Linked DNA regions of Rattus norvegicus: regions 2 and 3 are each linked to region 1. Evidence: chromatin contacts called from public Hi-C data. All regions are on one chromosome and are shown on one strand. The core of a region is the stretch at or near the end of the contact, and the rest is flanking DNA. Distances in the headings are between cores, read along the strand shown.

Evidence for each region. A called contact is a pair of places that touch in the nucleus more often than the background predicts.
Region 2: a contact with region 1 is called in a Hi-C map of frontal cortex, with 2.0 times the contacts expected there. The contact joins two enhancer-like sites.
Region 3: a contact with region 1 is called in a Hi-C map of frontal cortex, with 5 times the contacts expected there. The contact joins two enhancer-like sites. A contact is called at or near these places in 4 of 12 Hi-C or Micro-C datasets (the A7r5 cell line, Schwann cells, frontal cortex and 1 more).

The regions. Positions count from the first base shown.
Region 1 is chr2:42,548,380-42,552,583 of GRCr8, reverse strand. The region is part of intron 1 of Pde4d (phosphodiesterase 4D); the gene reads right to left. Among named protein-coding and RNA genes, the nearest start is that of Pde4d, 94 kb to the right of the region's middle. Within about 2 kb of position 2,508, at least 15 of the 93 cell types and tissues checked have an H3K27ac peak or open chromatin away from gene starts, as enhancers often do.
Region 2 is chr2:41,821,543-41,825,746 of GRCr8, reverse strand. It overlaps a transcript of Pde4d not described here. Among named protein-coding and RNA genes, the nearest start is that of Depdc1b, 200 kb to the right of the region's middle. Within about 2 kb of position 2,201, at least 4 of the 93 cell types and tissues checked have an H3K27ac peak or open chromatin away from gene starts, as enhancers often do.
Region 3 is chr2:41,933,778-41,937,981 of GRCr8, reverse strand. It overlaps a transcript of Pde4d not described here. Among named protein-coding and RNA genes, the nearest start is that of Depdc1b, 310 kb to the right of the region's middle. Within about 2 kb of position 2,156, at least 4 of the 93 cell types and tissues checked have an H3K27ac peak or open chromatin away from gene starts, as enhancers often do.

The DNA.
Region 1 (4,204 bases), core at 1,259-3,758:
CCGAACCTCCCTGCAGTGACTGGGGAGTTGCGCCTGAGCCGTTTGCAAAGGGCTTTCTTACTTTCAGCAATCCATGCTCTTAGACTGCTCCCTGGCGAGATCCAAAATGGAAGAAAGGTAAACTCTGGAAAGCGGGATGCCTTCCCAATCACTGTGGCCAGGCATAGGGAGATGCTAACTCCTATCCACTTCCAATCACTTCTCGACTGTCCCTTATGTCACCTAGTCACAGGTTTTCTGGTTGCACCATTTCTTTTCACATGTGTGACCTTTGAAAGTATAGCTTTAATAACACCGAGGAGTCTTCCTTTGACTGCCTTTTTTCCCCTCCATAGCGCAGACTCCATCGATTTACTTTAGAGATGAGCCCGACGGCCATTTCGCCCATTCCACCCTGAAGTATTTTTCTTCATTTCTTTGACACCTGTCAGGGAGCTGTGTTAGGTGTGACCAGTTCCCAGTAAGACGCTTCTGAAGGATGGCTTTGATCCATTTATAAGTTTACCGAACTAACTTCAAGTCAACTTTCAAATTTTAAAAGTAAGACTTAAAAAAAATGTAAAAGAATACAGTTGGCGAGAAGGTAAATTCTCGGAGCTAATGGAGGCTTACGCCATCTCTCCTCCAGTCTGAAGCATCAGAAGCAGGCTTTCGCGCTCTCTTATTAGCAGCTGAAGTGGCTCTCCCAGGCAATAGCAGGAGAAATGCCAGAGGGCAAGTGCAGAAGTCTGCTCACAATTTATGCTTGGGCTAAGCTGCAGTGCTGTTAGCCCTGGGACATGAGATAATATTCCTAAATCCTGATAACAGTAAACCTGTTCATCCTTTCTCTGCCTGCAAGGCTTGCTGGTAAGGGGGTCTATGACTTCTTTCTAAGCTCTACATGTCTGGATTTAAGTGATTCTTCATGGGTGTTTGGTCCGGTTCCATTCACAATCTGCTTTGATGCTCACTTACTATTTTCACTAAATGGGCCCCCATGATTTTTGTTCTTGTTTGTTTTATTGTTGTTTGTCGTTTTGTTTTGTCTTTGCCTTCCTAAGAGAGAGTTTCAGTAAAAGTCACTGAGCACTAAGCAGGCCAACCTTTCATTGGAGGGGTCCTCTTGTTTAGTAAAGTGATGAGCATTGCTGACACCCGTTGGCTCCACGCCTTTAAGGCACCAACTCTTCCACAAAAGCATAGAAAGCACATGTGTGCATAGACCGTCAAGGTCAGCATCGGGGAGCGATTGTTGAGATCAACTAAAGCATTTTCCTCTATAGCTCATCCCATTTTACTGCCCATCTCTCTCTCTCTCTCTCTCTCTCTCTCTCTCTCTCTCTCTCTCTCTCTCTCTCACACACACACACACACACACACACACACACACACACACACCAGCCATTGGTTACTTTTTTAACCAGAAACTTAGAATCACTCTTAATAATGACTCTAAAAGGTAGATTTATTTGCTGCAGTAATTACTAGGGAGATAAATTGTTTTTGTGTCCCCCCCCCCCCACGCAATGGTGAGAACATCTGACTACCCGACTGTCAAGCAAAGAGTAAAAATATTATATTCAATAAGGCAACGTGGGAAATGTGCAAAAAAAGTTATCAAAAGCAAAAGGTGTGGGTTTTTTTAGATACCCTATGGTCAGTATGCTACAATCTAAATCTGTCGTCTCAACCAAGGACTGTGGCTGCAGACATCATGTTGGCCACAGGGGGGCACTGCAAGTCACTCAATAGAGCAGATGCACTGATGAAATGTTTGAAAACTGCCTCTACAATTCTGAAATGCAATCCAACGAGGGGGAAAACAACAATGACAACAACAAACAACAACAACAACAAAAAAAAAACAACTCATGGAGGGTAACACAAAGATAAGACAAACAGTTCTACTTATTAACAGGAGCAATTACAAGCTACAGGACTTAGAACAGATCAAGTTTGTCAATTAAAGACTTGGAGACTTTGTTTTTGAACCACAAACCTTATAATTAATCTATCTATCTATCTATCTATCTATCTATCTATCTATCTATCTATCTATCTATCTGCATATCTATCTATCTATCTATCTGCATATCTATCTATCTATCTATCTATCTATCTGCATATCTATCTATCTAATCACTAGATAATCTAATCACTATCCATCTAATCGTATCCATCCATCCATATATCTATCTGATTTTTGGGTGTGATTGTTATTGTTGTTGGTGGGATGTGAATGTGTATGTGGAAGCCAGAAGACAACCTTGGCCGTCATTCTTCAAGCATAACTACTTTGTCATTTGAGATGGGGTCTCTCAGTGACTGGGGACTCCCTCCCAAGCAGGCCAGAGTGACTAGCTAGCTATCTCCATCAGCACTGGGATTACAAGCATGTGCCACACGTCCAGGTTTGGTTTGTTTGTTTTTAATACGGGTTCTAGGATTTCACCTCAGGTCTTCATGCTTGGAAAACACTTTACCAACTGAGTTATCTCCCTAGCCCCAAAGCTTAAAGTGTTTATGACCAGGACCTTTTATAGAGGGAGTACACTGACCTTTGCACTAGATCTATGATACTTTTCAAAAAATGACAAGGAAATAGTAATGCTGGGTAAAGAAACTTCAATCCAGGACTGGCCAGCCACAAGTGCCTGCTTCCTCAAATGCTTCTCAGGAATTGGATGAAGTCACTCTCTGCCGGCATTTCCAGTGAGTCACACCCAGGCATTTGAGCCCAACAGGAGAGACATTCAAACCATAACCAAAGACTTCGGTGTTGGAAATGAACTTGGAGGGCAGGGGACACAACTGTTTGTTTCTCAGCTTCCAGCTGAGCATTATACCAAACACAGGAAATGGCCCAGCTCCCCAGCCACAGGATGGGCGTGGCTTCCGCTTTTGCTTCAAGCAAGGTGCTTAGGGCTCCCTTCAGGGACAAACTACAGTGTGCACTGTGGGAACTCCCGCTTTGGTTTGGAGATTTAGTTCTCAATATGGTCAAAAGAGTTTGACGTGTAAAGGAGAAGACTACAGGCTCAGATTGATGGGAAGATGTAAAACCGTGTGGCAGAGTTGGAAAAGCACGGTTAAAATAAAAAAAAATCGCTGAAGAGAATTTCAGTAATAATTCCCATAAGGAAGGACTGTGAATGTGGCCAAGGATAGTTCTCATAGTCTTAGCTACATACACCATCCATTCTGTATAGACCCTAATTGATAACACCCAGCGAGTGGTTTTGCAGATAAAGCAGTACTCATGAAGAAGCAGATACCTGTGGGGAAATTCTCAACATGGGGGAAGAACATGGGGCAGAGGGAGCTATGGGCAATGAAGCTTGTAAAGATAAGCAGAGGTATGAGATCTCCAGTCCTCCTTTGAGTTGCAACCCAGGGAACTGAAGAGGCTGACAGGGGGCCAAGAGAGTGTGCTCAGGAGGACGATGGATGTAGATGACATCCTAAATGTCATGTAAAATGACTACACGAACTTAAAACCAAGATGAACAAAGGAACTTACACTCTCTACAGGGTGTGGGGAAAGATAAGAGCAGCGGGGAAGAGCTTGCCATGAGGGACCATCCTACTGGCACCCGAAACCACTGCCCAATTGTGAATTAGCTTGCGGTTATTGGATGGAAGAGGGCAAATCCATGGATGCTCTGGGGGGAGTCAGGTTGGTTCCCACCGACACTGTGTGGCACACAAATGAGTCAGAGAGCTCCTCTGTGCTCTGAGCCACCTTTTCTCCATTGGCTTGCACACTAGTCCAGTGGGCATAACGGGCACTTGTAAGGATTGAGTCCGTTCTTATACCGGGCAGACATGCTATGTCACTATCAACTGTTGTTACTGATTCGACTATCAGACCATCGGCTGGGGCTGCCTCTCAGAGCCTGGCAGACTGTGAGCATGGCCAGGCTGAAGAGGCACTGGGAGTGTGACACATAGTAGGCCTGTATCTGGCCACCCGGCTGTAAGAACACTATCAGCTTGAGTAAATAATTTCTAGTCTGGGCTCTCCTTGGCTTTATCCTGCTCAACATTTGTTCATGAGCGAGACCTGAAATAACTTCATTTTATTGTGACAGTTGTGAAATATTCCAAGTCCATAAAAATAACCTTCAACATTTAGAACTGACAAATGATGGTCCAGCCGAAGCCCAAGGGATTCTTTCCGCTCAGAACACACTCAGGTATAGACGGAGAGCCTCTTAGAAGT
Region 2 (4,204 bases), core at 952-3,451, 730 kb after region 1:
AGCGACTGTAACAAAGTAGCCTATAGTAGATAATTAATTTTTAAAAACTTTATTGCTCAACGTTCTGGAGCCTAGGGAGTTCTAGATCTTTATTAAATGAAAAATCTATAACATAAGCACATTCTTGCATTTCTGCTCTCTGTCTTAAATTCCTTGGTGGTTAATACCAGTAGATTCAGTGTCTAGGAAGAGCCTGTCTCTAACGGTTATCACCTTCTATGCATTTTAATATACAACAAGAGCAAAAGGTCTCAGTTACTCCAGGCTTCTCTCCTCTCTCTCTCTCTCTCTCTCTCTCTCTCTCTCTCTCTCTCTGCCTCTCTCTCTCTCTCTCTCTGCCTCTCTTTGTCTCTCTCTGTGCCTCTCTCTCTCCTCTCTCTCTTTCTCTCTCTCCCCCTCTCTGTCTCTCTCTCTCTGTGCCTCTATCTCTCTCTCTCCTCTTTCTATCCCTCTCTCTGTCTCTGTCTCTCTTTCTCTCACCCCCCTCTTTCTCTTTCCTCTCTCTCTCTCTCTCTCTCTCTCTCTCTCTCTCTCTCTCTGTGTGTGTGTGTGTGTGTGTGTGTGTGTGTGTGTGTGTGGTGTGTGCCTGATGCCAGGTGCCAGGACTTTGCACACACTAGGTCTGAATTCAATCACTGAGTTACATTTTCATCCCCTAATATGTTAGAAAAAATAATCTAATCCTTTAAACTAATTTTTAAAGTATGTCTGGTTCATTTCTAAAGAAAATCATGTGCCCAGGAGGGTGGGAACCACTTCCACGTGATTTTAGGTCTTCTTACTCACCTAGCTGCTTTCCCAGAGCCCTCAACCTCCACTGCACATGGGGGCTCGGGTTCCTCTTCAGTCTGTTCCTGACACTGACCAAGCAGAGGCTCAAAGGAGAGTAAGTAATGTACTTGGAAATACCTGGCCTGAGAGTAGCTCCAAGGTTGTTAGTGAAGTCATCCTTTTCCAACTAGAGTTTTGGATGCAAGTCAGAGGTTTAAGAGTTGCACATCCAGACAGAAGAGAAGCTAAAAAGTAACCAAGCCCTGGACACACATGAAACACGTAATTAGGAAGGAAAGTAAGTCACTTGGAAGATCCCAGATATGGCCTCTCTCCTGAGATTCCAGGTTATTGCCTCTTAAAGTAGCCAACTGGGAGGTAAACAAAAACCCAGGCCCTCACAGAGAAGATCAGTTTCTCTCATCTCTTTAACAAGTTTGTCCACATGTAGAACTACTTGAGGTCCTGCTCTGGAAACAAGATTAAGACCTTATTATTTCCAGAAGAGTCATCAGATCAACACATCACTCTTGCAATCTTGCCATGTCTGAGAACACACAGGACACTTCCTAGAACAAAGTCTTATTCTCTGTGAGTCACTTGCCTAATCTCATTATTATTATTATTATTATTATTATTATTATTAATTCACTTTACATCTGGATCACTGTCCTCCCTCCTGGTCCCCTCCCCCCACTTCCTTTCCCCTCCCCTTCTCCTCTGAGAGAATGAAGCCCCCTCCCCTGATATTTCCCTATCCTGGCATATCAAGTCTCTGCAGGGCTAGATGAAGGTTCTTCCACTGAGGCCATACTCTTAAACAGACTAAATGCTAAGGTTTTACCACTCACATCTCACAGGGTTATAGTGAGACTGAGTAAGATATCATCTAATATGGAGCCTGCAATTCAATAAATAACTGATAAAGTCTAATTTCTAATGATTTTCACATGGTATTAAACCATCTGAGTCATTATCGCTCTCCCTCAGAAGTGAGCTTTATCAATGGTCCCTTCAGCATCACCACTCCAGACAGCCAATGTGTCTCCCAATTTTTACTACCTCTTCCGTAGAATCAATACTTCATTCTCGCTACCAATAAAAACTGAAACCACAGGATTTACTTGCAAGTTTTAAGTTTCCTAATAAGCAGCAAATTCCTGAGTAGCTGTTAAAATGTAGAAACCCATTCATGTGACAGAGTACCTAAAATTAACTCAGATGTTGCCGGATGGATGCCGGGTCTGCTTTGGGAAACACTCTCCATATGCTCAGTTGTGCAAAGCCGATCCCGGCCTCTAAATTTAGATTATTTAAATGAAACCCATTTTAAAGGATCTGCCCTCTTCTTGCAGCCTCCACTCCTACTCACTCAACAGCCCCCTCAGCATCTCTGTCACGCAACTATCACAGGCTCCCAGCTTCAAAGCTTGACTCCCTCCAGTAGCCTCTTCACACAGCAGCCAGACATCAGATCGTATCTCTCCCCAGTCCCCAAAGGATGGCCACTGAACTCAGAGTCTAAGTGCAAAGACTTTACTGTTCAAAAGGGCCCTGCATGATCTGGACCCTGGTTGTCGGTTCACCATGCTCCCTACCTTGCTTTCCATTGGAAGTCCCAGCAGCCTTTGCGCCTGCTAATTCCTCCGCTGAAAACACTTTGTCCAGCTCCTCACTGCTCACCCCCTCATTTCAGAGGCCTTCCCTGAATACCCGATCTAAATTCACCTCCACTATTACTCCATCTATACATCGCTTCATTTTCTCCACCATAGGTACTTGCTGCCAGACGTTAATTTACATACGCGAGCATTTGTTTAACATCCTTTAGGCTGAGCAAATTGTAGGCTTCTAAGAGACCTTCATTTTTGTCTATTTTTACACAACTGTATTATTCATGATTGAAATGGCATGAAAGCCACTCAACGGGCTCCCATTCGAGGGTGTTAGCAACCGAGAAAAGGCAGACAATGCGTATTCTTTGCAAAATGCTCATTTGAGGTTTCTCTAGGACACATACAGTGGGCAGTAGTGAATGCAAACATGGAATTTGGGACAGAGGAAAGTGAAACAATTTTACGTTAAACCAAGAGCAAAACCACAGATTTCTCCCCAAAGCCTGCTCAAATAGAGGTCCCTAAATATTGACACTGCTTAACGTGGGCTAGAGCACAAGATCAGGTACAGCCAGAAGGGAAAAGAAAACAACTTTGGAAGCAGAGAATTTGGACCATTTAATACATTTGCATGGTAGTGGGCCCACAATTAAACCAAGATTTTTATTTCATGACAAACTAACCTCTCAACAAGAATTGAGAGCAGGCAGGGCAAAGTAACTAGGTAGAGAGTATTTTATTCTTTTGTTTTTATTTTACCAAGTCTTTAGAGATACCAAAGAACGATACAACTGGAAAGTCAGAGGCTTTGTGAGCGCCAGGGAGCTGGGCGAGAGGCTCTTTAGGTATGGTTCCTCCTGTGTGGTGCCTGCTTTATTGCGCAGTTCATTAACACGGAAGCTGTTGCCTTCCTGAGGAGCTCCTGGGAGGTGTGCAAAGATAAAGGGGAAAAAAAAGAAGTTGGAGTGACTTTTGGTACACTGAATGTGTGTTAATTGCTTTCAAATCCCATCTGTCTTGTTTATGCACTGCAACGTACAACAGTGTGTTCCTTTTCTAAGACTCTGAGATCCACCATGCCTTGCCTTGGCCAACATGTGATACCAAGACTGCAAAAGGTGTGTGTGTGCATGTGTGCGTGTGTGCTTGTGTGCATGTTGCCACCTAGTCTCTTTATGTAATTGGACCTTCCTGCTTTTAGACCCTAAATACGTTTTTTGCGATCATGCTTAGACTAGTCTGCTGGAGAGACATCAGAAGTATATGGAGTACTGAATTCCCCAGTCAAGGCATGCTTAGCCTGTCAGTTAATAATCACAGCCTGGTTTACACAAGTAGACACCCAAGCTGATTAGTAGCTTGGGAAAACAATCCTGGTTGACATTTCAAGATCTAGGCTTGGGGAACCTTGTTATACAGACATAGGTGAAGAACAGAACTTAGATAATTGTCCTCCAAATAATCAATAGATTAAAAGCAGAGCTCAGGGTGTCTCTAAATTCAATTCATGACCATAACTTGAAGCATTTTCTCTAAATTAAAATGGTAAGTTATTTATGCAGAGAGGAGCAAATGTTCCCACTAAGGTTTCTCCAAATCAAATGGAAACAATATGAATACAAGAAAATGTACTTAGTGTGATTACAATTCAAAGCAGTGATCTCTCAGAAGTAGGAATGTCTTAACTGAGCAAAATGTTGATTTTTTTTCTTTGTACAGTTCAGTACAAATAAAATGGAGTCACATATGTTACCCTCAGCCTTCAGAAACTGCTCCAGCTTCATCATTGGGGGAGACTTCTCATCTCTACCAACTAG
Region 3 (4,204 bases), core at 907-3,406, 610 kb after region 1:
CCCAGCATCAAGCGCTGTCCAGTACCAGTTGGTACTCAGTTGAGAATAAACAGACAGGCATCAGTAGCTGCTCCTTTAGCACAGACATTGCCATAAATTACATCAATGGATTGTTTTACTTTAAACACTTTAAAGAAATAGAATTTATATGGAATTGAGAGAAAGCTGTCAGCTGTGAAATCTCACCCAGTGTTGTTCACTAGCAACAGGAACCAGGGGACCAGTTCTGGCCTGGGTGAAAAATGACTTGTCAGCTTAGTCAAAAGCCTCATGACAAGCCATGAGGACACAGAAATCCCCTGAATGGATAGATGAGTGACTTCCCATTATTCTGAGAAAGAAAGAGATAAATTCAGGAGAGGAAAGGCTAAGTAAAATAAATTCCCCAATAGGACTGGATGAGATGAAGGAGAATATCTCTGAGGAGGACCAGCTGCTCAAAGTAGGAGGTGCCTTCTCTAAGTACAATACTTGAAAGGAAGATAACAGCAAGCCACACTCTGTCCTGGTCCCAGAAAATCCTCAGACTTTGAAATGAGTCCCAAGTGCTCCCAGAGCCCTAGATCAGGACTGTGGTTTTTGTCTTCTGGGTCAAGATGGCCAGGTGGAGATGAAGGAATTCTAGGAAAAATTTAGGAACTCAAAAAGATGAAGCATGATCAATCATCATAGTGATCATGGAGAGCCCCAAATGTGACAAACACTTCACCATCTCACTAGGTAGCCACAACATAAATACCAGTGTGCTTTCCTGCCAATGTGTCAAGTGATTGAGCCTTCCTCACTCATCAAATACCCTCGTCTCTGTGGTGGAGGGGCAGTGCTCATGAATGAACCTAAGGTCTGGGACTACAGGCAAGTGCTCTACCACTAACCCATATCCTCAGCCCTCTTGAGACTACCTCACTAAATTGCCCAGACAGGCTTCAAACTTGTTCTGAAATCATATCTTAGTTTCCAGAGTAGCTGAGACTACAGGCCTGTGCTACCCAGCCTAGACCACTTTAATTTTAGTATTCTACACATAAGAATCCCAAAGTTTGCCTGCTCTATGGACTTTTTCAGTTGCTTTCTGGTCATTGTGACTTGGTCTCCAGCATCTGAGTACCAAAGTCTGTCCTGATGGATTTTGCTTGGCTTAGCTTATTCCCTCAGGAACTATGAACACCTTTGCACAAAACAGAAGCATAAGTAAAGCATTGCTTACATGAACTGGAAGGACAGCATATTGACAGCATTGCACGCAGTTGTGACACTTGCTCAAAGTCACTGTAGTGAACTTGACTAAGCTTTTGCCTTCCACACTGAAGCACTTCTCAGGAAGTGGTAACCTCTCTCTCTGCTGTTGTGCCTGGGGCAATCAAAACACTTGTTCATGGCTGTCTATTTCTGACGATTGTGCCTGCCAGTGGACAATATTCCCCTTTGGCACAGAATTTAAGACAGACTGCTTTTGGAACAGTTTTTAAAACTGTAACGAGGGAAATACCTTAAAAACCATTCAACCACAAGAAGTCATTTTGTCTCTTTGCTATATTGCCAGGGGTTTTTATTTTTAGGAATGTTTTTCATGAAGCAGTGCTTTATATCTTATGAAGCACAGCTGATCTGGTTACTTTTTTCTTCATCTTTATTTCCAGTCTGATATTTTTGGGCTCAAGTGCTTCTTTCTCTAGGAAAAGAGATTCTGTACTAGAGATAAATGAAACTTACTTAGAAAAAGAGCTGGGTCCACAGATTTGGTTTACGAAGCCCAGAGCAGTTCTATGGGCCCACTCTTGTGAAGATGTCATGAGTCATGTACATCTGAAAAATGTAGAGTAGGTGGATGACTTATGGGTTCAGGGCATAATGTGACAATTTCAAGAAAACAGAGCCAAAGCAGCAATATCCCCCATATGTGATTATTTCCATAAATATAGTCCTTTGGAGACACATGGTCCCTATGTAGAAAGTGTCCTTTGAACATCCTAAAATCCTTAAGAAAAGGCCACTGTTGGAACTGTTCAGAGCTTGGAGTGAATTAGCAAAGGATAGCCTTTCCAACACATTCCACTCTGGACTTGCCTTGTGAACAAAGCATGGATTGGATCTGAACCTGTGTCCTCCCCGGCTTGATCTCTCAGCCTATCACCACTGAGTAGCGCTTGGAGCTCTCTGAAGCAGTGTAGCAGTAGTTATTTGTACACTCATGAACTTGGTGCCTCAGGCATGAAAATATGGGTAAGGTATTTGGGCTCTGAAGACTTAAAGCTCAAAATAAGAAGTCTCTTCAGAAAATGCCCCACCATCTCAGTGACTTAATATCACAAGGAAAAGCACAAAAGGTTTGCTAAAATAAAATATGCCTAGGGCTGGTGAAATAGTCTAGTCACTAAAATATGGGAACATTAAGAGCGCCAAAGCTTCAAAAGGAGCTTTAAAGTAGCACTAGAGAAGGGAACTTGTTTGCCACCAATGAGCTCAGAAGGTATGGGCTTGGTGATGATCAACAGGATAAAGTTAGAGGGAGGCTGTTGATAAGTCAGTAAGAGACTGGGATGTTATTTGACCATCAAGTTCCACCATCCCAAAGGAATATCATACATCCTTAGTGCACTGACATCAGGCCAGGCTTTGGGACTTTAGAAACAAAATGGGAACAGACAGGACATATGCCATCTCATACCAATGACTCTAGAAGTCATTGTTGAATTGGATCATGTAGACTTTCCTTTTTGCCACACTATTCCAGCTTGGGACTGTTAATTCAGCCTGAATCCAGAATGATGATATGGACTGATACTCACAGTAGAAAAGTGGTATCAAGACATTCCTTATCAGCCTTACTAACTATGCAAAGATGGGCTTGTTTATGTAGTATCACATCCTGGGCCAACTGATATGGGAGTCAATATACAAAGAATATGAAAACAGTCAAGTGTTAGATTTGATGGAGGATGTGGGACTATAGTAAAAATGCATGGTGGTAGGCTGGATAGGTGGCTCAGTGGTTAAGAGCTCAACTGCCCTTGCAGAAGACCCATGTTTGGTTCCCAGGGTCAACATCAGAAATCTGACAACTGCCTACAACTCTAATTATAGGGTATTTAATACCCTCCTATGGCCTTTGAGGGCATGTATTCACAGGACTATACCTGCACACATAAACATAATTAAAAATTAAAAATGTTTTAAAAGAAAAAGACATAATGATAATACCATAATAGGAAGAAATTGCTACCTGAGCTTAATTTTTATGTTTGTGTCCAGGATTATGATAGTCATATCTCACTTAAATCTCATAGAATCAGAAATCAAATATATTTGATCACCACCATAACACATATTCTTTCTCATTTTTCCAAATAGTTCATGAAGTTGGTAGTTGTTTGTTCCTGTACAGGTGGATAGAGTATGGTTAACTAAGCAAACTTATGCTGCTCAAACCATACATTTCCAAGATCTCTCTTCGGGCCTAGAATTTGAACCACATCTAAGAATGAATCCTCTCTGAGCTCTCTAAAGTATTTTTATCTGCTAAGTGTTGTGTGACTAAGGTCCTGGGTTACCAGTGTGATCAGGTAATTTATGCTGCCTACATGATTTCTGGTAGATGCAGGGTGCCTGTTTTCTGAGAGTTGGGATCAAATCTGAATAGTTAGAGCAATTCCTATATCAAGGCTCCGGGGAGCTCCTAGACTTGACCATCTGTTGCCTGTGGCTTGGAGAATTAAATCCATCTCTTCAACATCCCTGGGAAAGAACGTTTGGAAACCTGTGCCATGTTTCTCTTGAACTATGTTCCATGTGCTTTTGACCTTTCTGGTTTTAATCTGCATCGTTGTTGTTGTTGTTGTTATTGTTGTTGTTGTTGTTGTTGTTGTTGTTGTTGTTGTTGTTGTTGTTGTTGAAGCCTACAACTAGAGGTGAAAGCTTTTCTGAGTTTTCCAGTACTTTCTGGAGTCAGCAAGCCTCATGGTGCGCTTGGAAGAACCTGATATAAGATAGAACAGGAACCAAGTGATGATCCCAAATTTCTAAACCTCTGTCACTCAAGAAGTGATGTCTCAGAAAGCAAAAATGAAGAGGTGAGGGAGAGTCAGTGTGGTTTGGGGTGGGATAGAGAAGTGGAGGAGGCAAATGGAGAACAATAGAGAAATTGGTGGGTGGCTTATTAAATTTGGCTTCCACATCAAGGTAGGAAATGTTCGCTGAGCAACAG